4 separate regions of the Mus musculus genome follow, and all the other regions are linked to region 4. Evidence: chromatin contacts called from public Hi-C and HiChIP or PLAC-seq data. All regions are on one chromosome and are shown on one strand. Each heading gives the region's core, a stretch centred on a gene start, on an enhancer-like site or on the middle of the called end of the contact. The rest is flanking DNA. Distances are from core to core; before and after follow the strand shown.

Evidence for each region. A called contact is a pair of places that touch in the nucleus more often than the background predicts. HiChIP or PLAC-seq counts read pairs in DNA pulled down with a chosen protein or histone mark.
Region 1: a contact with region 4 is called in a Hi-C map of cerebral cortex, with 2.2 times the contacts expected there. The contact joins the enhancer-like site here to the promoter of Zkscan17 in region 4. A contact is called at or near these places in 1 of 15 datasets of contacts at CTCF or cohesin (pro-B cells), 17 of 484 Hi-C or Micro-C datasets (the 3T3-L1 cell line, ECoMG-derived neutrophils, LSK cells and 12 more), 13 of 115 datasets of contacts at active chromatin or transcription factors (VIP interneurons, acute myeloid leukemia, bone marrow-derived dendritic cells and 8 more) and 2 of 9 other capture datasets (adipose tissue and pancreatic islet).
Region 2: an H3K4me3 HiChIP or PLAC-seq map of stem cell-derived neural progenitor cells shows a contact between it and region 4, with 2.6 times the contacts expected there. The contact joins the promoter of 1700007J10Rik here to the promoter of Zkscan17 in region 4. A contact is called at or near these places in 1 of 15 datasets of contacts at CTCF or cohesin (pro-B cells), 11 of 484 Hi-C or Micro-C datasets (the P5424 cell line, bone marrow-derived macrophages, cumulus cells and 8 more), 15 of 115 datasets of contacts at active chromatin or transcription factors (the 230-238 cell line, CD8 T cells, the NIH/3T3 cell line and 10 more) and 2 of 9 other capture datasets (adipose tissue and pancreatic islet).
Region 3: an H3K4me3 HiChIP or PLAC-seq map of embryonic stem cells shows a contact between it and region 4, with 22 read pairs. The contact joins the promoter of Prss38 here to the promoter of Zkscan17 in region 4. A contact is called at or near these places in 3 of 39 promoter capture datasets (embryonic stem cells and liver), 1 of 484 Hi-C or Micro-C datasets (embryonic stem cells), 5 of 115 datasets of contacts at active chromatin or transcription factors (the SCID.adh cell line, embryonic stem cells and pancreatic cancer cells) and 3 of 9 other capture datasets (adipose tissue, liver and pancreatic islet).

What each region holds. Positions count from the first base shown.
Region 1 is chr11:59,757,979-59,762,975 of GRCm38.p6, forward strand. Mprip (myosin phosphatase Rho interacting protein) reads left to right here. Exons shown (of 24, transcript NM_001368931.1): 16 at 1-3,349. Among named protein-coding and RNA genes, the nearest start is that of Gm51899, 8.8 kb to the right of the region's middle. Within about 2 kb of position 1,318, at least 101 of the 459 cell types and tissues checked have an H3K27ac peak or open chromatin away from gene starts, as enhancers often do. A contact at or near this core is called in VIP interneurons, adipose tissue, cerebral cortex and 4 more, where this site is marked.
Region 2 is chr11:59,737,565-59,742,611 of GRCm38.p6, forward strand. It overlaps 1700007J10Rik (RIKEN cDNA 1700007J10 gene), which reads right to left and starts at 2,590. Exons shown (of 6, transcript NR_045476.1): 1 at 2,474-2,590. Mprip (myosin phosphatase Rho interacting protein) reads left to right here. Exons shown (of 24, transcript NM_001368931.1): 7 at 1-18; 8 at 3,556-3,697; 9 at 4,427-4,534.
Region 3 is chr11:59,372,553-59,377,964 of GRCm38.p6, forward strand. It overlaps Prss38 (protease, serine 38), which reads right to left and starts at 3,101. Exons shown (of 5, transcript NM_001045521.1): 1 at 2,943-3,101; 2 at 2,605-2,767; 3 at 1,614-1,885; 4 at 874-1,016; 5 at 117-618. The coding sequence starts at 3,078. The coding sequence ends at 364. Gm15755 (a long non-coding RNA gene) reads left to right here and starts at 2,862. Exons shown (of 3, transcript XR_388692.4): 1 at 2,862-3,333.
Region 4 is chr11:59,505,349-59,510,499 of GRCm38.p6, forward strand. It overlaps Zkscan17 (zinc finger with KRAB and SCAN domains 17), which reads right to left and starts at 1,292. Exons shown (of 10, transcript NM_172941.4): 1 at 816-1,292; 2 at 480-614. It overlaps 4933439C10Rik (RIKEN cDNA 4933439C10 gene), which reads left to right and starts at 305. Exons shown (of 5, transcript NR_015585.3): 1 at 305-1,538; 2 at 1,843-1,964; 3 at 2,483-2,590; 4 at 4,306-4,402.

The sequences.
Region 1 (4,997 bases), core at 68-2,567, 250 kb after region 4:
GAGGCTGCAGGAATGCATTGCTGAGCTCAGCCAACAGCTGGGTACCAGTGAGCAAGCCCAGCGTCTGATGGAGAAGAAGTTAAAGAGGAACTATACATTGTTGCTGGAGAGCTGTGAGCAAGAAAAGCAGGCACTGCTGCAGAACCTGAAGGAAGTAGAGGACAAGGCCAGTGCCTATGAGGATCAGCTACAAGGCCATGTGCAGCAGGTGGAGGCCCTCCAGAAAGAGAAGCTGAGTGAAACGTGCAAAGGCAGTGAGCAGGTACATAAGCTAGAGGAAGAGCTGGAGGCCCGAGAGGCCAGTATCCGCCAGTTAGCCCAGCATGTACAGAGCCTCCATGATGAACGGGATCTCATCAAGCATCAGTTTCAAGAGCTCATGGAACGTGTGGCCACATCCGATGGGGATGTGGCTGAGCTCCAAGAGAAGCTGAGGGGAAAGGAAGTTGACTATCAGAACCTTGAGCACTCACACCACAGGGTCTCTGTCCAGCTACAGAGCGTGCGCACTCTGCTGAGAGAAAAGGAAGAAGAGCTGAAGCACATTAAGGAAACACATGAGAGAGTTCTGGAAAAGAAAGACCAAGACCTCAATGAAGCTTTAGTTAAAATGATTGCCTTGGGCAGCAGCTTAGAGGAAACAGAAATTAAGCTGCAGGAAAAGGAAGAGTGTCTAAGGAGGTTTGTGAGTGATTCTCCAAAGGATGCCAAGGAGCCTCTGAGTACCACAGAGCCAACAGAGGAGGGCAGTGGCATTTTGCCCTTAGGCTCAGTCACCAGAGTATTTCCTGGCTTTCCTCACTCTCAGCCAGAGGATGAAGATCCAAGTGCTGGCCTGGGGGAAGAAGGGAGCAGTGGTAGCCTCAGCAGAGAGGAAAACACCATACTCCCAAAGTCAGCTGATATGCCCGAGAGGGAGGGGCATCTGCAGAGCACATCTAAGTCTGATCCAGGAGCTCCTATAAAAAGGCCAAGAATCAGGTTCTCCACAATCCAGTGTCAAAGATACATACACCCCGAGGGGTGTGCAAAGGCATGGACTAGCAGCACATCATCAGATACCAGCCAGGACCAGTCACCCTCAGAGGATAGTGTGTCCTCAGAAGCTACCCCGAACACACTGCCAGCAGCTGCAGATGCTGAAACCTACATCTCTATAATCCACTCTCTGGAGACGAAGCTCTATGTCACAGAGGAAAAGCTCAAAGACGTAACTGTGAGGCTGGAAAGCCAGCAGGGGCAGAGTCAGGAGGCATTGCTTGCACTGCACCAGCAGTGGGCTGGCACAGAGGCACAGTTGCGAGAGCAGCTCCGTGCCAGCCTGTTACAGGCTAGCGCTCTGGCCTCTCAGCTAGAGCAGGAAAGACAACAGAAGGCCACAAACATTGAACACCACCCTGGGGAGCTGGAAGACTTCCAAGCCAAAAATAGCCAAGCCCTGACATGCTTAGAAAACTGCTGGAAAAAGCTAAGGTCTTTGCCATGGGCTGACCAGGAGGAGGGCCAGGATGCATGTGCAGCCTCCCTGGCTAACATAGAGAGTATGCTTGTGAGTGCCATCAAGGCCCTTCAACCATGGGCTTCCCCTGCAGAGAGCAGGACGCAGGCTGAGCAAGAGAAGGAGCACCCCATAGAAAGTGGTATGGCAGCCCCTGTGCAGCAGCCCTGTCAGCCCATCTTGAATGAGCAGGAACACAGGAAGCTGCTTTCTGCTCAGATAGTCCTGGAGGCCTCACTCATCAACCAGATAGCTGACTCTCTAAAAAATACCACTTCAGATGTCTATGGTGTTCTCTGTGAGCTTACTCAGTCAGGGGAGTGGCCACTGAAGGAAGAAAGTGCTGCCCCCTCTGCTGGGGCTCCAGTGGAGATCTGGGCCAAGAAGGTACTGGTGAATGGTGAGTTCTGGAGCCAGGTCGAGTCACTAAGTAAACACCTAGGGACACTGGGAGAAGAAACAGCCTGCACATCAGGAGACAGGCAGCAGCATACTCCCCAAAGTCTGGCTGATGCCACATGGATTCGTGCAGAGCTCAGCTATGCCACACAATCAGTAAGAGAATTGTTCCACCATAGGCTGCAGAGCATACAGGAGACCCTACAAGGGACCCAGGCAGCCCTACAGCAGCACAAGTGCATGCTGGGAGAAATCTTGGGAGCCTACCAAACCCCAGACTTTGAAAGAGTAATACAGCAGATCTTAGAAACCCTCAGGCATCCAACTGGCAGGGAGGACCAGGTACAGACATCCTGGGACCAGAACCCATTAGGAGAGATACTGAGGCCAGGCACAGATGGCTCCCAAGAGCCTTTGCAGGCTTTGCATCAGAGCCCTGAAGTCCTTGCTGCCATTCAGGATGAGCTGGCCCAGCAGCTGAGAGAAAAGGCTAGCATCCTTGAGGAGATTTCAGCTGCCTTGCCAGTCCTGCCTCCTACAGAGCCACTTGGGGGTTGCCAGAGGCTTCTGCGGATGTCCCAGCATCTCTCATATGAATCTTGTCTAGAGGGCCTTGGTCAGTATTCTTCATTACTGGTTCAAGATGCAATTATTCAAGCTCAAGTGTGCTATGCAGCATGCAGAATTCGGCTGGAGTATGAAAAAGAGCTGAGATTTTACAAGAAGGCCTGTCAGGAGGCTAAGGGGGCTTCAGGCCAGAAACGTGCACAAGCAGTTGGGGCCCTGAAGGAAGAGTATGAAGAACTTCTCCACAAGCAGAAGAGTGAGTACCAGAAGGTTATCACCCTCATTGAAAAAGAAAACACTGAGCTCAAGGCCAAAGTGAGCCAGATGGACCATCAGCAGAGATGTCTACAAGAAGCAGAAAACAAACACAGTGAGAGCATGTTTGCCCTACAGGGCAGGTATGAAGAGGAGATCAGGTGCATGGTGGAACAGCTGAGCCACACTGAAAATACCCTGCAGGCTGAGCGTAGCCGGGTTCTCAGCCAGCTAGACGCCTCAGTCAAAGACAGGCAGGCCATGGAACAGCATCATGTGCAGCAAATGAAGATGCTGGAGGACAGGTTCCAGCTGAAGGTTCGGGAGCTACAGGCTGTTCATCAGGAGGAATTGAGGGCCTTGCAGGAACACTACATATGGAGCCTGCGGGGAGCCCTCAGCCTCTACCAACCCTCACACCCAGATTCCTCACTGGCCCCTGGGCCATCTGAGCCCAGAGCTGTGCCAGCAGCCAAGGATGAGGCCGAGTCCATGTCCGGGCTGCGAGAACGTATCCAGGAGCTGGAAGCCCAAATGGGTGTCATGCGAGAGGAGCTGGGCCACAAAGAGCTGGAGGGTGATGTGGCCGCCCTGCAGGAGAAGTACCAGCGGGACTTTGAGAGTCTCAAGGTCCTTAGCACAATTTATTTTTCAGAGCCACTTCTCTTTAGTGATGCAAGAAAGGGGACATTCTGTGCAACTGAGGTCTTGGATTTGGGATAAGAGATAGTTCTTAACTTGCATTCAGCTGCTGCTCAAGCAGACCTGAGTAACGTTCTCGTGCGCCTCTATTCCTGACCCAGAAGGGACACTAGCAAGAAAGCATCCCTGTGGGAAAGGAGAGTAGGGTCTTCCCTTGCCTGGCACGGACACCCTTCACCTTCTTACCCTCATAGAACCCCTTCTGACTTCAACGTTGAGGTATCAGTATGAGGACTGCCTCACATCTCACCCACCTGAGTCTTCTCAGAGAGCAGGGTTTGGACATCACCACACAGGGATATTTGTAAAGCGGTGTCAAGGGGTCCTTTCCTATCCTAGCTTCCCAAGGCAGAGTTGGCCTTGTGATGAGCACTGAGTCTGAGCAGGCTTCCCACAGTCTCCCAGGCTGCCTGTCATGCTTCTGGGAACACTCCTTTATCTTAGACTGTACGGTGTGTGACTGCCTAGCCATAATCATGAAAGGTCTTAACCATCTTTTAGAATCCAGAGGTGGTCTAGTAGCTGTGTCTTCATCTTCTTCCCCACTGGAAGGTGGACAGGCCCCAAGGGTGCCTGTTCCAGCTGTCTTTTTGCAGGCCAGTGTTCCTGCCACAGTGTCTGTCACAGCTGTAGCTCATCAGGGCATCTATGACTGTTTCTCAATACGCCGACTCCACACTGAAGGGAATTAATGGGACATTCAGGCTGGAGCTTTTCGTCCTCGCTCCCTCTGTCTGACACAGGACAGGTTGATGATACTTGAGGCACTGGTTCTCAGCATTGTTTTCCTGATTTCTGTCTAGACCTTTAAAAAACATTAAGCATTGTAAGGAAATAGCAAATTGTGTATTAAGTGATCCTGTGGAGAGCATGCACCACCATCACCTGCGTCTCTTTGCAGCTGCAGGAGTCTCCACGGCCTGGCAACTTCATAGTCAGTTAGCAGGCCGTCAGAATGGTTATGAAGAATATGAGAGAATACCTTAGAAATGAAAGGCACAGGTTAAGAGGAGGCTTTGGGCTTGACATGTATGTCTGTGCCCAAGAACTTGAGGCCCTCTGTTGGGCTTGTGGCACAGCTGCACAGCAGACTGTCTTGAGAGCGGAACAGGGAACAGTTTTTCTCTGGGTTTCTGTCCAGATCAGGAAGCCTGGGCTGCTGCCACTGCCTCACACCACTTAACATGAGTCCACATCTTAGTCCCTGAAGAACTTGTTATGATTCTAGAGATGATTTAAAAACTAAAATTTGGAGCTGGAGAGATGGCTCAGCATTTAAAGTACTTAGCAGCAAACATGAGGACAGAGTTTGAATCCTCAGGTATAAATGCTAGGTAGGCACAGTGTGATGTGGTCCCCTTATAATGCTAGCATGAGGCAGATGGCAATGAAGGATTCCCAAAGAAAGAGAGATAGTAAATCTGCAAGCTCTGGGTCCGGTGAGAACTGTATGAGGTGCAAGTGATCAAGGCAGATCAGCATTCAGTGCCAGCCATCAGCCATGGCTTCCGTGAACATATAAACAAATACACACTCAACTTTTTGTTGTTTGTTTGACTGCTTTTTAGAAGGGTTG
Region 2 (5,047 bases), core at 1,340-3,839, 230 kb after region 4:
ATTTGGCAACGAGCGGAGGTAAGGAGGGCACTAGAGGGCTAAAATCATGTATGTACTCACACAAGTGTACTTCAGGAACATGATTTCTATTCAGTGTGTGGAGCATTTCCTCTCTGGGTCCCAGTCTGTGGTACTAGTTCTCAGCTCCTGGCAGCCAGATACAGGACTAAGTGCTGGCTTATGTAGGTTGTGCTTCCCAGATTAGGCCCAGTGTGGCTGAGTCTTAGGCTTCTTGGCCTTCTCTCTTATTAGAGAGAACTTCTATTCTCTGAGAAGACTCAGAGCTGCAGATAGGGACTAGGCCCTCCTCATGCTGACAGTTCTGCAGTTGTCAGAGGGCACTGAAGAGATTCCAAGATACAGGAAAGTGAGGGGGCAGCATAGATCCTTCCCACCAAGATGCAAGAGGCAGCCAGAAAAGCTGCTGTGTGTCTCAGCTGCCACTTTTATAAAACCTCTGGGTTTTGCTGAAAGGCTTCCCACCAGTGGCAGAGATAGAGTACTTACTGCTGGAAAGATAAGGCCCTACCTGCTTTTCTTTTGCCCCAAAGTACCAAGCTTGAGGACTAGGGAATGTTCTACCCGTGAGTCCCCCTCTGATTCTCTACCATATCTCTGAGCTGTGTTTTGTGTCCAGGCCAGGTTTCTTGCTTAACACCAGACAGGTTTCTAAAGATCCATGGCTGCCCCCAGGAGAGTTTAAAAGCACATCTGTGTGCTTTGCTGTGGGTGGGAGCACTGCTTTCATTAGCTTTACAAAGAAGTCCTCTATTCAGAAAGGCAACTCCAGAAATATCTGCAGTGTCTTCCCTGCCCTGAGTGCAGGCTGAAGTTCAGTCAGGTGTTGAGGGCAGGATGAGATTAGGGAGGACTTTCTCTTGTCCCCTTTTCTCAACTCAGTTAGTTGACACCCAACCCAGCTTGTTTCAAATGGCCTATGGACCCTCAGGAAGACAGTGGACACTAAGTGCTCCCTGGTATTCCATATAATCGTCAATCTTCACAGTCCAACAGTGGCTCAGGAAAGCACCTGTTACTCTTACCCTTGCTTCAAGGATGTGAAAACTTGGGTGACCCCCATCCCTCATGGTGAATAACAGCTAGTGGGTGGGCCTTCAGCAGGAAGTCTCTGATTCTATGATAGGAACCAGCATCAGAGCTCCTGATGTCCTTCTAAAGCATGTGGGTAGCAGAAATGAAAGGTCTTGTTAACCATTAAGGAGGCCTTCAGGGTGGGCAGGGGCAGGTTTGCGCTGGCTGCTGAGCAGGCTAATTCTGATGGTTCCAAAATGGGGTCAACTATGCTTTACGTTTAGTGGCAGGCCAGAGTTAACATTTTGCCCACCTGCTTGGCTAGGCTCCTTGTCAGAGATGTTAATTTTGAATGCATTCTTGTCTACCTGCCTGAGATAGATGCAGTCTCTAGGCTTTGTTCTTGCATGTTCTTCACCACTATGGGGATGATTCTCAGCTGGTGTTGGTGCCTGGACTACTTCTGCACATTAACCCTGTAACTATCCCTTCCTGAATGATCTTGCTGGTTGGTGTTGCTCTTTGAGGACTGCTATCTGAGGCCCAAGTAGTCCACCTGGTGCTGGACTGGATCCTGGTCTCTGATAAGTTAGAGTGACAAGATGCCAGTTACTTTGCATTGAGTTACTGTAGCCAAGACAGACCTGCCACACAGTAAGGAAGTTGAAAACCTCAGGGTTACTTTTGGAAAACTTCAGTAAGCCAGTAAGCAACCCTACCTGAGTACCAGCAGCCCTGAGCTTGGAATTTGCTCTTGAGACTTCTGAGCCTTTGAAGGAGTTCTTATAGGAGGTTCTTAGACCTGTGTCTGCTAAGTGTGGAGATCCTTATAACACTTTTAGTGACTAACAGAAAGCTAATGGAACTCTGACCTCTCCACCTTGTCAGAGTAGCTTGAGTGAAGCTACTCTGTCACCTCTATTGTTTCAGAAACACCAACTTAGCCACAGAGAACTAGCTATATGCAGAGGTTGCCCAAGCTCCTGGTCTCATCATGTCTTGGCAGCATCTCTGTCAAGCAGCTATAGCAAGTCCCCCCAAGCAAGTAGTTTCTCATGCTAACTACTCTGCTTGGAACCCTATAAACCTATATTCCATGGTGCCAGTCTGGCCTGGCACAGCCCTCCTACTATCCTGGGGCCTTGAAGTACTCTAGCCAGATACAGTGCTCTCAGCCCGAGAAGAAACAGCGGCCCTGGGATGGTGGTGTCCAGCTCTTCTGCAGCAGTCTAGCTATACAGGACACCTTGGCTGCACTTAAAAGATTTTCCTCTACCTGGCAGCCAGCAGCTGCTTAGCTCACTGCTTTCCCAGCCAGTCTCCTCACCTCAGCCTCTATAGGCACAGCAAGCTAACCCAGCACCAGTCTTCTAACGACCCCGAGTATGGAGGCAGAACACACACAAGCCCTCCTGAGCCCTGGCTGCCTTTGCCCTCTTACCTCCCTTGAGGAAAGGAACTGTTAAGGAAGATTTGTAGTGACCTCTGAAAAGAGAGGTTCCTGGGTTCTAGGCCATGACTTCCTCTTGCCTATTAGAGATTTTAACTTTCTGAAAGGGACCTTTATCACTTCCTCTCAGCTCCACACCACTGGTTCAGAATGCATGCCACGCCCACGCTCATTGTGAGGGAGTAGGCTGTCCCTAGGAGAGCAGGCCTTAGGTTTGGTGAGAAGAGACCATCCTCCCAGCAGGTTGAAATCAGCTCTCAGAGCCCAGGTAGGCAGCCCAAGTCTTCTGCCTAATCCCTCAAGGGGACTCCTTAGGCTATGTGGTAATTATGGGTTTCCTCTCTTCAGCCATTACCTTGGGGTTTGCTGCTTTAAATCTTAGATAACTTTGATTTATCATGATTTGAATTTTAAAAGCAGTCTTTTTCTGTTCATTCATTTCCCAGCCTTATTTTCTTTCAGGTCTTGCCCTCTCCACCCTCTGCTGTGTTCGCGCCTCCTCCACCTGCTTCGCTTCCATCTCAGCTCCGTCGTCCCAGCCACAGACCGCCTGACAAGGCCGCTGGCCTTTCACATGAAATCAACTGCTTTGTTTTATTTTGATTTTGATTCCTTTTAATGTTAGCAGAAACTGTTAATTCATGGGCTTTTATCTTGCTAAATTTTGAACACCCTACTGTGGGGTGCATTATAACTAGAGGGTGCAATGTTTGCGGAGGTGGTGGTTGTCCTTCATTGTATCTGACTCAGGGAGGTTACCAAGGTGTACCAAGCTGTATGAGTCCAATGTTGGAGCAGGGCCAGTGCAGGCCCAGTGTGGAAAGGTTCTATGGCTGTTCCAGCCCAGCGTGAATGGGGGAAAGTGGAGCTCAAGTAGACTGAATCTGTGCCCTAAGTCCTATCAGTACTGTGTAAGCAGTGCCTCACTTGTTTAACAGAAAGGCTAACACTGGAGCCCAGTGAGGTAGGCCAGGTGTGCAAGCTGACTACAGGAGCCCCTACTGGACTTGAGACGAAGTCCACCTTGGGAACGGGGAGACTCGAGTTCAGCAGCTTCATGTCCTCTTTTGTAGGAGGTCCCAGGTAATTGAGAAATTTGAGGCCTTGGACATTGAAAAAGCAGAGCACATGGAAACCAACATGCTGATTCTGACCACTCCATCAAGTGACACTCGTCAGGGCCGCAGTGAGAGACGGGCCATCCCTAGAAAGCGGGTGAGCTCCAGTGTGGGGCCAAGTGGGGCCTTTGGCAGCATGGCTTGGGTCTGGGGAACACAGTGCCGTACATGTTCTGAGTCCCATACATACCAGGGACATGTTTCTTCTGGGCCTCTACTCTGTTCCTTTCCAGTTAGCCTCTTGAGCATCAGCCTGTCTTCCACATCTCCCTCCTACAGCGTTAGCCTTCTGTGCCACAAGGTGCTTCAATGAGTTTTAGATCCCAGTTGTAACTAGCACAATTTCTTCCCACTGAGGCCACCCAGGAACAAAGCCGAATATGATACCTTTTTCCTTCTTTTGTTTTTGGAGTGGCAAGCTGTACCCTCGTTTCTCTGCTTAGCCTACAAGGTCCATCAGACCTCAGCCGTCCTCCTCCTCCTCCTCCTCCCAGATTCCTCCAGCCTTTTGCCCACCTGCCTCTTCTGTGGCCTGCTGTACCCAAGATCTTCTTTCCAGTTTCTTTGTTGCTCACGAGGTGCCTGCTGTCTGTCTTCTGTAACCTGAGAAGCTGCAAAATTGGGTGGGACCAGTGATAACCAGGCATCCAAAGAAAAGGCTGCTCTACTGACCAAAGCATGCCAGGACATGGGTCATCCCAGAACCTGCTGTGGGGCCTAGACAGCACTGCCCCACTCAAGGAGGGATGAACTACCCAACTTGTTGTCCCCATGCGTGCCCAGGCTGCCTTGAGCTGTACTGATGGGTGGCTGCTCTCTGCCACAGGACTTTGCCAGCGAAGCCCCCACAGCTCCTCTCTCAGATGCTTGTCCCCTGTCTCCACACCGAAGAGCCAAGTCATTGGACAGGAGGTCCACAGAATCCTCCATGACGGTGAGCCCAGGCCACGTGCCAAGTTCTCTGGAGATCTGTGCCACTACCACTGCTGCTTCTGGCCACTCTGGGCTCTGTCCATTTATGTCTTTATGTCCACACTGGCCCTCCCTCTGTACCACCCTTATGCCTGTGAGTGCCCCACCCACTGGTCTGCAACCCATTGGCAACTGACCATTCTTCCCTCTCCTGGGTCCACCAGGACTGGGGGCTGTGTGGCACCCTGAGTAGCAGCACATGGAGGTCTCTGCACAGGCGGCTGCACAAGGCCACTGCGGGTGTAAAGCCCCAACTTGACCTCTACTGTCTTGCTTTTGGTGTTTATTTTTGTGGCACTTTGGAACAGGATCCATGTGGTGTTGACAGTTTGTCCCATTTGAGGGTATGTACAGGAATGAAGCTGCAGACAAAGTTCGGCCTGGTTCCTCAGCACAGCCTACAGCCTTCCAGGAGACGTGGCACACTTACCAGCTCTCATCCCCCAGCCAGAGCAGGTTCTCTATCAGCTCAGCT
Region 3 (5,412 bases), core at 1,851-4,350, 130 kb before region 4:
CGTGTCTGGATAACCTACTTTCTATGTGTGGATTTCTACCTACTGCACAGGGAAGGTGCCTGTAATAACACCAGAGCACGCATGAAGCGAGGATGGGAGCTCTGAGGCATTTGTTTCACAAATCTTTAATAACTTTTGACTGTCACATGAGTAGAATCCAAGCTCTTGGTTCACCCTAGCTTTCCCCCAACTCTCCCTCCTGGTCCTGCCCCTCTCCACATCTCATGCTCAGCCTCTTACAGACTTAGAGTCTGGGACAAGTGTCCTGACTTCATGGAACAAGATGCGTGGAAGCAGGATTTGAGAGCTAGAGAGGATAGAAACAGGGCATGTGGCAGCTCAAGTGGGTGGGCGTCTCCGTCCTCACAAAACCAGCAGGTGCCCCATTATGGTCACAAAAATGATTAAGGTGTTTTTCGGGGATGAAGAGAGGGACGGGAGTATCTGAGGAGGATTGGGTATGATTTGTAAGTGATAACGGATCCAACTCAAAAAATAGGAGACATTGGCAAACACTCCTGGGTACAGGGGTTGGGCACAACCACGCCCCCAGCTCACTATTCCAATCTGCAACCAGGTCTGGTTCTGCTTACATACCAGTGGACTGCCAGAGTCACCCTGAAAAGGAAGAGGGGCTTTCTGTGATCTACTAGACCAGGTATGCCCCTCAGGTGCAGAATGAGCGTCCATCCCCTCCCCTCCATGTAGCCCCCTCTCTGGCTGCAACAGAGCCCAGAGCCTCAGCACTGAGGTCTGATACAAGCGTATATTGATCATCCACTGTCTGTCTGGGTTCAGCCACCCCCAACCAACAGTCCCCTGCTTACATCAGAGCCAGCTCTGATCTGAAAAAAAAAAAAAAATGGGACATACCTCACACACATTCTTCATTGTCTTGATGTCTGCAGCACACAACATTTCTGGCAGGAGGTAGGAGCTTAATCCATAGAGCAGCTGACACTGGAACCTAGGGATTAGTGGCAACTGGGCTTCCAATAGCTCGTTCCCGGTTTCGCCTGTGAGGGGAGACGGGAGAGGAACTGCCAGGTGAGGATGTGTATCTGAGTTCAGCTAGGTCTTTCTTAGTCCTGGAAGGCAAGGAGGCAAAGACATTCTTGTGTTCTTGGTTAATGGAGGAGAAATCTAGAAGAAATACCCACTCAAAGAGAGCCCTCTCCACAAGCAAGAGTCACCAACACACAGGGAGGCCATGTCCTACACAGGGAAGCCCCACCCACACAGGGAAGCCCCACCCACACAGGGAAGCCCCACCCACACAGGGAAGCCCAGTCCAATCAGGAGGAGTTTGTTTTTCACACACATCATTCTGTCCTCCTTTCACACATATTTTGTTGTTGCTGTTTCAATGTGGATAATTTCTACTGATCTATCCCCAAGGCTACTGATTCCCCCTAAGCCCACCATAGACCCCATAAAGGAATTTTTCATATCTGAGAGCTGGTTTTTTGTTTTTGTTTTTGTTTTAAATTTCCAATGGGTTATTTCCTTAGAATCTGCATCTTTTGGCTTAAGCTGTTCTCCTAACCATCTTCCCAGACGCCAGGGAGAGCCATTCTATGCTCTGCTCCCATGAGATCTTACTTAGCTCATACCTTGTGGCGAGATCATTCCCCATCCGGTAGTCCAGCAAGACAGATTGATGAGGTACAAGTCGGAAGGTGGCAAGCAAATTGGGAGCACAAAGTCAGAAAATACGATGGCGCTCTTCAATTGCACTAGCGCCACGTCCCCTCCAATAGGGTGGTACATCTGGAAGGTGGGGTGAATGATCACCTGGTAAATCTCAAACCACTGAGTATGTCTGTTGGCCTTCTCAAGGTTGGTGATGCCCACATATATATCATAGGTTTCGAGTTTCTTCCCCCTGCCAAGCAGAACAGAAGCCAACTGCTTGCAGCCCCCTGTCTCACCAGCCCACAGACAGGGTCTGCCGGGTTGGAAAGCGTGAGCCTGCTTGCAGCACAGTGTAGGCCTATCTGACAGTCTGACCTCAGAGGTCCTGATTTAGACTGAAGGAGACTTGGGGATCAAGTCTTAGGAGCCTGTGTCTGGGCTTTGAGAGCCAGATAGTCATGCAATGGGCCCCTCTGTGGCCTCCTCCTGAATAGCTGATTAAACCCTGTGGGCCTGACTGGATGAGGCTTGGGAGACAGGGCCATCTGACCAAAGAAGGTTCTGTGGAGGAACACGGTTTCTAGTGTGGAGGACCTTGCTGGAGGAGGGAGGGTAAGCTGGGGGCAGGGGCACACTGTAAATGGAGACTTCTCAAGTGGGGATGTAGCCTGGTCTGTAAAGGACTGTGCTCAAGAGGCCAGGCCATGCACCTAAGTACTGACTGGCCCAGTCAGCTAGGGCTGATAAATCCAAGCTGGTCCACTGGGAGCAGCTTGAAGTCTGAGATCAAGGGAATGAGTGCATCAGCTATGGTGTTTAGGTTGGGGGTTGGAGGAGGGTGTGTGTGGGGGGGGGGGCACGACTTCAACAATGACTGCAGCAGTCCAAGCCATGGGCACATGGTCGAGTCCTCTCCTTTCCTGTGTCCCTGCTCCACTCATCACCCCTAACAGCTCCTGAACCTCTCACCTGTCAAAGCAGTGTGCTGCCGACAGCACCCAGTAGGCACTGAGGATGGAGCCACCACAGATGTGAAAGCCAGAGTAATGCAAGCTGACCTGCCACGGCCATTTCCGATCACGAGCAAACTCTCCACCCAAGAGCTTGCCTTGCAGGACTGGCTGGCCACAGGCTGAGGAGGGGGACAAATGCAGAGTGGGCCCAAAGCCACACCACAGGAGGGGCGGGCCACGGAGGGAGGAAGGGACATCGTGTATTTGAGTGGGGAGGGGCCAGGCCAGGGCTTAGGGCCGAGGTTCCACCCAGGGAGAAAGGATCACCACCGAGACCCTGGGACAGGGGCCTACCCACGTCACCGCTCAGTGAATTTGCCTGGCTTTTTGGGTGTCGGCGACTAACTGATGTGACCCAGGTTGGGGAAGCCAGTAGAAGCGGAAACAGCAGGTATCCCAGGACGCCCAAGCCGGAAGTGAGGGCGGCCATGAAGCCAGAGTCGCAGCCCAGCAGGAGAGGGCAGCTGACCAGGAAATGTGACAGCGCCTCCACTGGTGAGGACGTGAACTGGACACGTGACGGCCCCTGGATCCTGGATGCGTTGGTGGCATCCCCAGCAGGTGACTTTGAACTAGCGGATGTGGATGGAAGGAACCTGAACTGTGTGGAGGCTGATACTGCAGATTGCCAACAGGACCACTCTGCCAACAGGGCAGGATGCCAGACGACCTAACCTCACCTCAGGTACGGGCGACAGACACTACCTGCGACACACACACACACACCATGGTCAGACTTGGATATACAAGTTCTTTTTGAGGATTCTGTGTTTCAAATTCCATTGCTCTAAGATCTCTCAGTGGCCGACTCAGATCTGTAAGATTTTTACTATTTACACATGCACCATCTACTATGAAATCTTTTTTTAAAATTAAGCCTTTGTTTATATACAGTAAAATCTACCCCTTCTTGTAAATTTTGACAACCCTTTTTTTTTACTTTCAAGGGAGGATCCCAGCTGATAGATAATGGTGGTGTATGCCTTTAATCCCATCACTGGGAAGGCAGGTCACCTATGGCCTTAGAGGTTCATTCATGTATGCATAGCTTCACCCACATAGATACACACAATTTAAAAGCTATTTTAAAAATACTATTTATTTATTATTAGTTATACGAGTACACTGTAGCTTACTTCTGACACACACCAAAAGAGTGTATCAGATCCCATAACAGATGGTTGGGAGCCACCATGTGGTTGCTGGGAATTGAACTCAGGACCTCTGGAAGAGCAGTCAGTGCTCTTAACCACTGAGCCATCTCTCCAGCCTTAAAAGCTATTTTAAGGAGAAGATTCCATAAGACTATGAAATAAAGGATGAGAAAAATTACAAAACTTTACGAGAGTTGTCGAAGTCAAAGGGATGGAGCTGTCCTGTGCACTTGGGTGTGATGTCATAAATATACTGTATACTTATACTGGGCATAAAGGTTGATGTCATAAACACAGCTGTTTCTGATCACACTAGATTCACAGCAAGTCTGAACAGAAGGCAAACAAGAAGAATTCTAAGGCTTCAGCAATTAAGATTATCAGTAAGGTACAGCCTAGAACAAAAACTAACAGGGGCAGGGAGAGACACGATGGAATTGTCTTCATCAATTCAGATGTTAAAACAAAACTCAGCCAGGCGTGGTGGTGCATGCCTTTAATCCCAGCACTTGGGAGGCAGAAGCGGGTGGATTTCTGAGTTCGAGGCCAGCCTGGTTTACAAAGTGAGTTCCAGGACAGCCAGGGCTATACAGAGAAACCCTGTCTCAAAAAAAAAACAAAAAAACAAAAAAACAAAAACAAAAAACAAAAAACAAAAAAACCCTCCAAGACTAGAGATGGTTTCGTGATTAAGAGCTAATGCTGCTCTTCCAGGGGACCTGGGTTTAATTCCCAGCACCCATGTTGTGGCTCACAACCATCTGCCACACCAGTCCCAAGGGACCCAACCCAATACCCTCTCCCGGCCTCTCCTCAAGCACTGCACACACATGATACACACACATGATACACACACATGATACACAGACATGATACACACACATGATACACACACATGATACACAGACATGATACACAGACATGCACACACATGATACACAGACATACACACACATGATACACAGACATACATGCAGGCAAAACATCTATACATATTTTAAAAAGAAAGAAAAGAAAAAAAAATCATTAAAAAAATTTAATCAGGCTAGATGGCTTGTGAAAACAGACAGTATTCTTTGCCTTTGGGGGCTGGGGTTCTGAGATTAGAAGGCCAGCATTGCGCTGTCAAGCTCCTCGTGGCTTACAGAGTGGAATCTGCTGCTCACGTCCTCACAGCGGCAAGGCTGCGAGAACTCCGAAGCCCCTTCTGTAAGGACACGACTGTCATTCACATGCATCACCACCATCACCCCCAAGGTGTCATCACTCTTCTTGGAGTCAAGACTCCAAGCCCTGAAGGGGAAGGAGGCAAACTTCAGTCTATTACTGAAATGAATCCCAGACTTAGATCTTTACACAGAGCACACAGCACTCAAGAGGCACACACTGTCAGTGAAAAGTCTGTTGGACACAGGATCTGCAGAGGGCGAGAATGTGATCTCACCACACCCTTTATACAGAGCTGAGCTAAAGTGATCAAGAAAGTGCTTTACAACTTTAGGTTGAAATGCAAGACAAGCTTCCGGTGACAATGAGCAACCCTCCTCCTAAGACAAGGAAAATCTCATGGCAGCACACAAATGTCATCTCCATAGAAGCAGGAAATATCT
Region 4 (5,151 bases), core at 42-2,541:
CTCTCACGTCTTACTCCCGTATTAAGAACCCAATCCGGGCCCCGCCCGCTCTCTCCTGCTTCCTCCGCCCACTGTCTCCCACCTGCTGGGCCCTGAATGGCTCAGGTCTACACTTAGGATAGTGTGTCCAGGGTCCCACCCTCAGCACCCGGTTCTGCTGGGGGACTGCTCTCAAAGAGCCCTAGGCCAGACAAGCGTGTGCCTCTTTGTCACTCTGGCACCTGGCGCGCAGGAGCCTCGGGAGCGGAAGCTTTATGAATGAACTACCGTTAGGGAGGGGAGGGCTCCCGCAGGGGCGGGGCTTGCCCAAAGCAGTTATTGAAGGCGCAGGATCCCAGGGAAGGAATGAAGAGCAGGAGGAGGAGGAAGAGGAGGGTGTTTTAGGCCAGGAGAACTATGGGGTTTCTGTCGCTTCCACTCTTTCAGATTTGCTGGCTCTTTCCTTCGAAGCCCGGGACAGCAGGCGAGCAGATCCTCACCTTCCAGCTCGGTCTCTCTGGTGTTTTGGCAGAGGCGGCTCCAATGCATGGGCCAGACTCGGTCCCTGGCCAGGCCAACCCTGTCTCGGGATCCTCTAGAATGCATCAGCTGGGCTTGGGAGCGAAGGGAGACGCCTGGAAGAGAATTGTATTGCTTCATCCCCGAGGGCACCTATGAGGACGCGGCTCTGGGAGCAGGGATCTGGGCCCGGACGCGGGAAGAGGAGAACAGGGAGCAGGACCCAGGCGCGGGCTGGGGATCAGAGCGCGGGAAGTGGGGAGCGGGTTCCGGGTTCAGACAGCGGGGCATGGGAAGCCGGGCCACAGTATACTCACCGCTGCGCAGCGTCCCGGTTGGCGGGCCGCGTAGGCCGGGCCGCCGCGGAAAGGAAAGGCCGGAGCCCTCCGGCTCCCTCCCCTGGGACACTTCCTGCACCGCTCTAGGACCGAGGAGGTCTCCTCATCTCAGTGGTTCGCTTCCCCGCCTCCTGGCCGAGGTGTACGCGGGGGGGTGACATCCGACACCCCCGGCCCGCCTGGACCGCCCCGCCCCGCCCCGCTCCGTGCTCTCCCGGCCTGGGCCCGGGGCCCGGGCTTTAGCTTTGTGGGCCTTCCTAGCGGGCTCGGGATGCGCGCGCGCGCCCCGGCGGGACCCGGGCGCTGGGGGCCAGTTCGCGCGGCCACCAGCCAGGGAGGCCGGCTTGGGGCTTTGCTCTTCTCTGCTCCTCTTGTGTGGGCGCAGGGAAGGGCTGGTCTGGCGGCGCTGGCGAAATGCCAGAATTGGGAGGAGGAGGGATGAGGTGTAAGGGGATCTCCCAGTGACCATTTGCATCCCGTGTGTGCTGTTGTGCCCCAATCCCTTCCAGCCGCAATTCCATTTCAAAGCCAACGCTGCCAGAGCCACCCAAATCGGTAGGACTGGAGAAATGCAGACCCAGCGATCCACGGTGCTCGCCGAAGCAGCGGCCCGCGGCTTCGTGGCATGGAGATGATCTACGATTTCTCTGTTTAAGGAAGACTGTAGCACTCTGGGTCCCTCTGAGCACCAGGATAGTCCTGGTGAGTACGGAGAGAGAAGGTTGCCAATCCTGAGAGTATGAGTTGGGGAGCTTGTCGCTGGCTTAATGCATAAACACAGGACAGAGTGACTTAAGTCACGGAGAGTGAGAGGTGACCAAGAACTAGGGCATTGGAACCTATTCCTGCCTCATCTACCCTGTGTTGAGTAGAGTCCAAATCCTCCCTCAGTTCCCTCGGGCTGGACAATGGAGCCGGACTGTCAAAGGGAGGAAGCAAAGAAAAATCTGCCTAGAAGTGAGCTACTGTGCTGATTTTTTTTCCCCTTTCTGGTTCTCTTTCGAAGGTACATGGTAGGAAGTCACCCTTAAAGAAGGTGGTTTGATAGAGACACCCCACCACCGGCAGACTTCGTGCTTCCGTTTCCTTCTAATAATTGGGACTGGGACAATCTCTTCCGACTAGTAGGTATGGAGTTAAGGGTCGAGGTTTTGGGACATTAGGAGGTGAGTCAAGTGGATGATTGTTCCCCAAGTGCAGAAGAACGCTGAGCAAGCAAGGGTCACCCAAGGCTGGGACTTAAGGCTCACAGAGAGCAATAGGAGCCACCTAGACTTACAAATCCATGCCAATCCCTTTTCAAAAACACCAGCCAGGAAGCACAGCCTGGAATGACCAAAGACCCCGTTGGGGAGTCAAGCCTAGTGATTAGTCCAGTTGTGTATCCCGAAGGGCTGCTGTTTAGGCTCCTGCCTGGTGGCTGCTCAATACTTGGATTCCTCAGAGGCGCACTTATTGGAGCCCTCACGCAGGTAAAATGCAGCGCCAGGAGGTGGCTGATACATGGGATTTTTCTCCCCCCACAAACACTTTCCCTTTAGTTTCTCCCCCTGAGCTCACAACTCTCAGGATTTAGGTCCCCTCTCGCTGTTCAGAAGCCGCCAATGACTCCTAATATGCCTTCTTTCTGTGTTTCTTCTGCATAGAACCTGGAATAGGGACTAATAGACTGGAATCGGAGCACCTGTGTTAAATCACACCCATCAAGGCGCAGTCAGGTGATCTAAGGCCTGCGTGACCTCTCTGTGCTTCAGGTACCTCCCTCATACAGGAGACTGATGCTGTCTGCTTCATTGTGAGGCTATTCAGGGAATATGTACTGAGAGTCTGCAAGACAGCTGCAGTTTGCCACTCCCATCCAGATCCTGGGCGCATCTGTGCACCCCACTGACCATCGGAAGGGCGAATAGTGAGCAGAGCTCTGGTCAGTGGAGCCACGGGGAAACTGAATCAGAACAGCAACCTCAGGACTGAGTTCTGAGCAGAGCCTGAGAGTTGTTACCATGCTGTATTGAGGAGTCAGGTGTGTCAGGCATCCTGGCAAAGGTGGTCTTTGAAATGAAGGAGTTGAGGTGATGGGGCCCTGGGGCAGCCACAGAAAGGCATTTCACTCTGTAACAAGCAGGGTTCTGTCAGGAGTTGTGGGTGAAGTACCTGATGACACTTGTAAACCCTGCTCTGTGGTCCCAATGATCCCCCCATCTCTGTTGCCATCAGAGTGACAGCCTTAAAATGAGTGTGACTTTGATTTTTTTTTTAAAGATTTATTTATTATATGTAAGGACACTGTAACTGTCTCCAGACATACTGGAAGAGGGCATCAGATCTCATTATGGATGGTTGTGAGCCACCATGTGGTTGCTGGGACTTGAACTCAGGACCTCGGGAAGAGCAGTCAGTGCTCTCAACCACTGAGCCATCTCTCCAGCCCGGGACTTTGACTCTTGCCAAGAATGGGAAACAGACTTGAAAGTCAACTTCCTACCCCTTGGCCATGGGAGTACTCTAGCTATGGTGTAACTGAGGGGGGCCGACTGCCTGGGTGCATGCCTGTGAGTCCCAGCACCTGGGAAGCTGAGGCAGGAAGACGGAGAGCTGGAGGCCAGCCTGGGCTGTGCTGCATGTCTAGTAGCAAGGCAGCCCAGGCTAGACTCTTATCTCAAGGGGCAAAAACTAAGGAAGGTGGGGGCACCAACTAACAAAATAGGAATATTACTTTTTTTTTCCTGGGGATTCTGGAAAATTTCCAGAAAATCCGATGTCCCTTTTTATTCCTTTTGTGATCCTTGGCAATTATTAACTGTCAGGAGATTGGAGACATTGCTTAGCTACAGATGATTAAAGACTCATGGCACCTTAACTTAGCGTAGATCTAGCCAGTTTGAACTGGCCTCCCAGAAAAGATACTTTGGCCTTTAGATCCTTTTGGCCAGCTCTTCTCTGAAACAGGGAAAGGAAGAAGTTTAGCCGGGTCACTGAGGTAGAACTTGGGGGTGACACAGAGGAACCTAAGAAGAAAACCCAACTATAAGCAGCTAGAAGGGAGCAGGGTGGTGTGGCGCACAGCTTTAATCCTGGCAGAGGCAGGCGCATCCGTGCAAGTTCAAGGTCTACAGAGCTGGTGGTCTACAGCACGAGTTCTAGGACAGCCAGGGCTACCCTGCATAGGAAAACAGAGAAAAGGGAAGGAAATAATACCACCAGGGACTGGCGAACAGTAAAAGGAAGCTGAGAAAAATTGGGAGATCACTGGGAGGGGGCAAATGAGGGGAATGGAGGCAGATACAATCAAAATACTTTATATATGTGTCTTTTATCATACCTGTATCTTGGGCTTTAGAAACTGCTAATTTGAGTTTTATTACTCTTAAGCCACAGTACATGTCTGAATATCTTAGGTCCAATAGACGGAACTGGTTTTCTTGACAAGGGTTCCCAAACAATGTGTCTGATTCTTCCACATTTGCAGGGATCGCATTTGGATGCATGTGCAAGCTGTGCTGTAGCCACCTCAGGTCCTGAATCTTTAGGACTTGCTGGAGCTCATTGCTGATCTATTTTGGCAGGTACGGGATACTCAAAGTATTTATCGTTCTCCTTGCTGTATACAATTGGTTCTATTCTTTTGTATGACTCCAAGAGGTTAAGTTACATGTTCCTCTGATGTTTGTGATCCTGTGCGTCTAGCTGCCTCCGTAGTGTCACTGATCTTACCTGAGCTCTCATACTCATTCTCTCTCACTTCTCTCCCCTCCTCCTGGTCCTCTTGCTTCCCTCCAGCCTCCTTTAGAACTCATTATCTTTTAGAGTAATACCACCCTTAACCAGTAGTTTAACTCCCCACTCCCTCAAAGGGGACTCATTTGTCTCACTAGTGCTTATACATGTGTTACTGTAATAAAGTAAGTTTTTTAAATGTAAATTTTTCATTGTGCAGTTATATGTAAGCAATAAAACAAAAATAGCATTGCTTAAAAAAAAAAAAAAAGAAAAGAAAATGGCCGGGCATGGTGGCGCATGCCTTTAATCCCAGCACTTGGGAGGCAGAGGCAGACAGATTTCTGAGTTCGAGGCCAGAGTGGTCTACTGAGTGAGTTCCAGGACAGCCAGGGCTACACAGAGAAACCCTGTCTCGAAAAACAAAACAAAACAAAACATGCTAGTAATATGTGGTCATCGAGTAACAGGTGCCTTAAGGACAAATAGGAAAAAAACCAAGAAGACTGAGCTTGCTTCCTCGGCCAGACTGAACAGGGTTAGGCCAAACTCAATGGCAGATTGTTCCCCCACCCCAAACATATTAATTACACACATC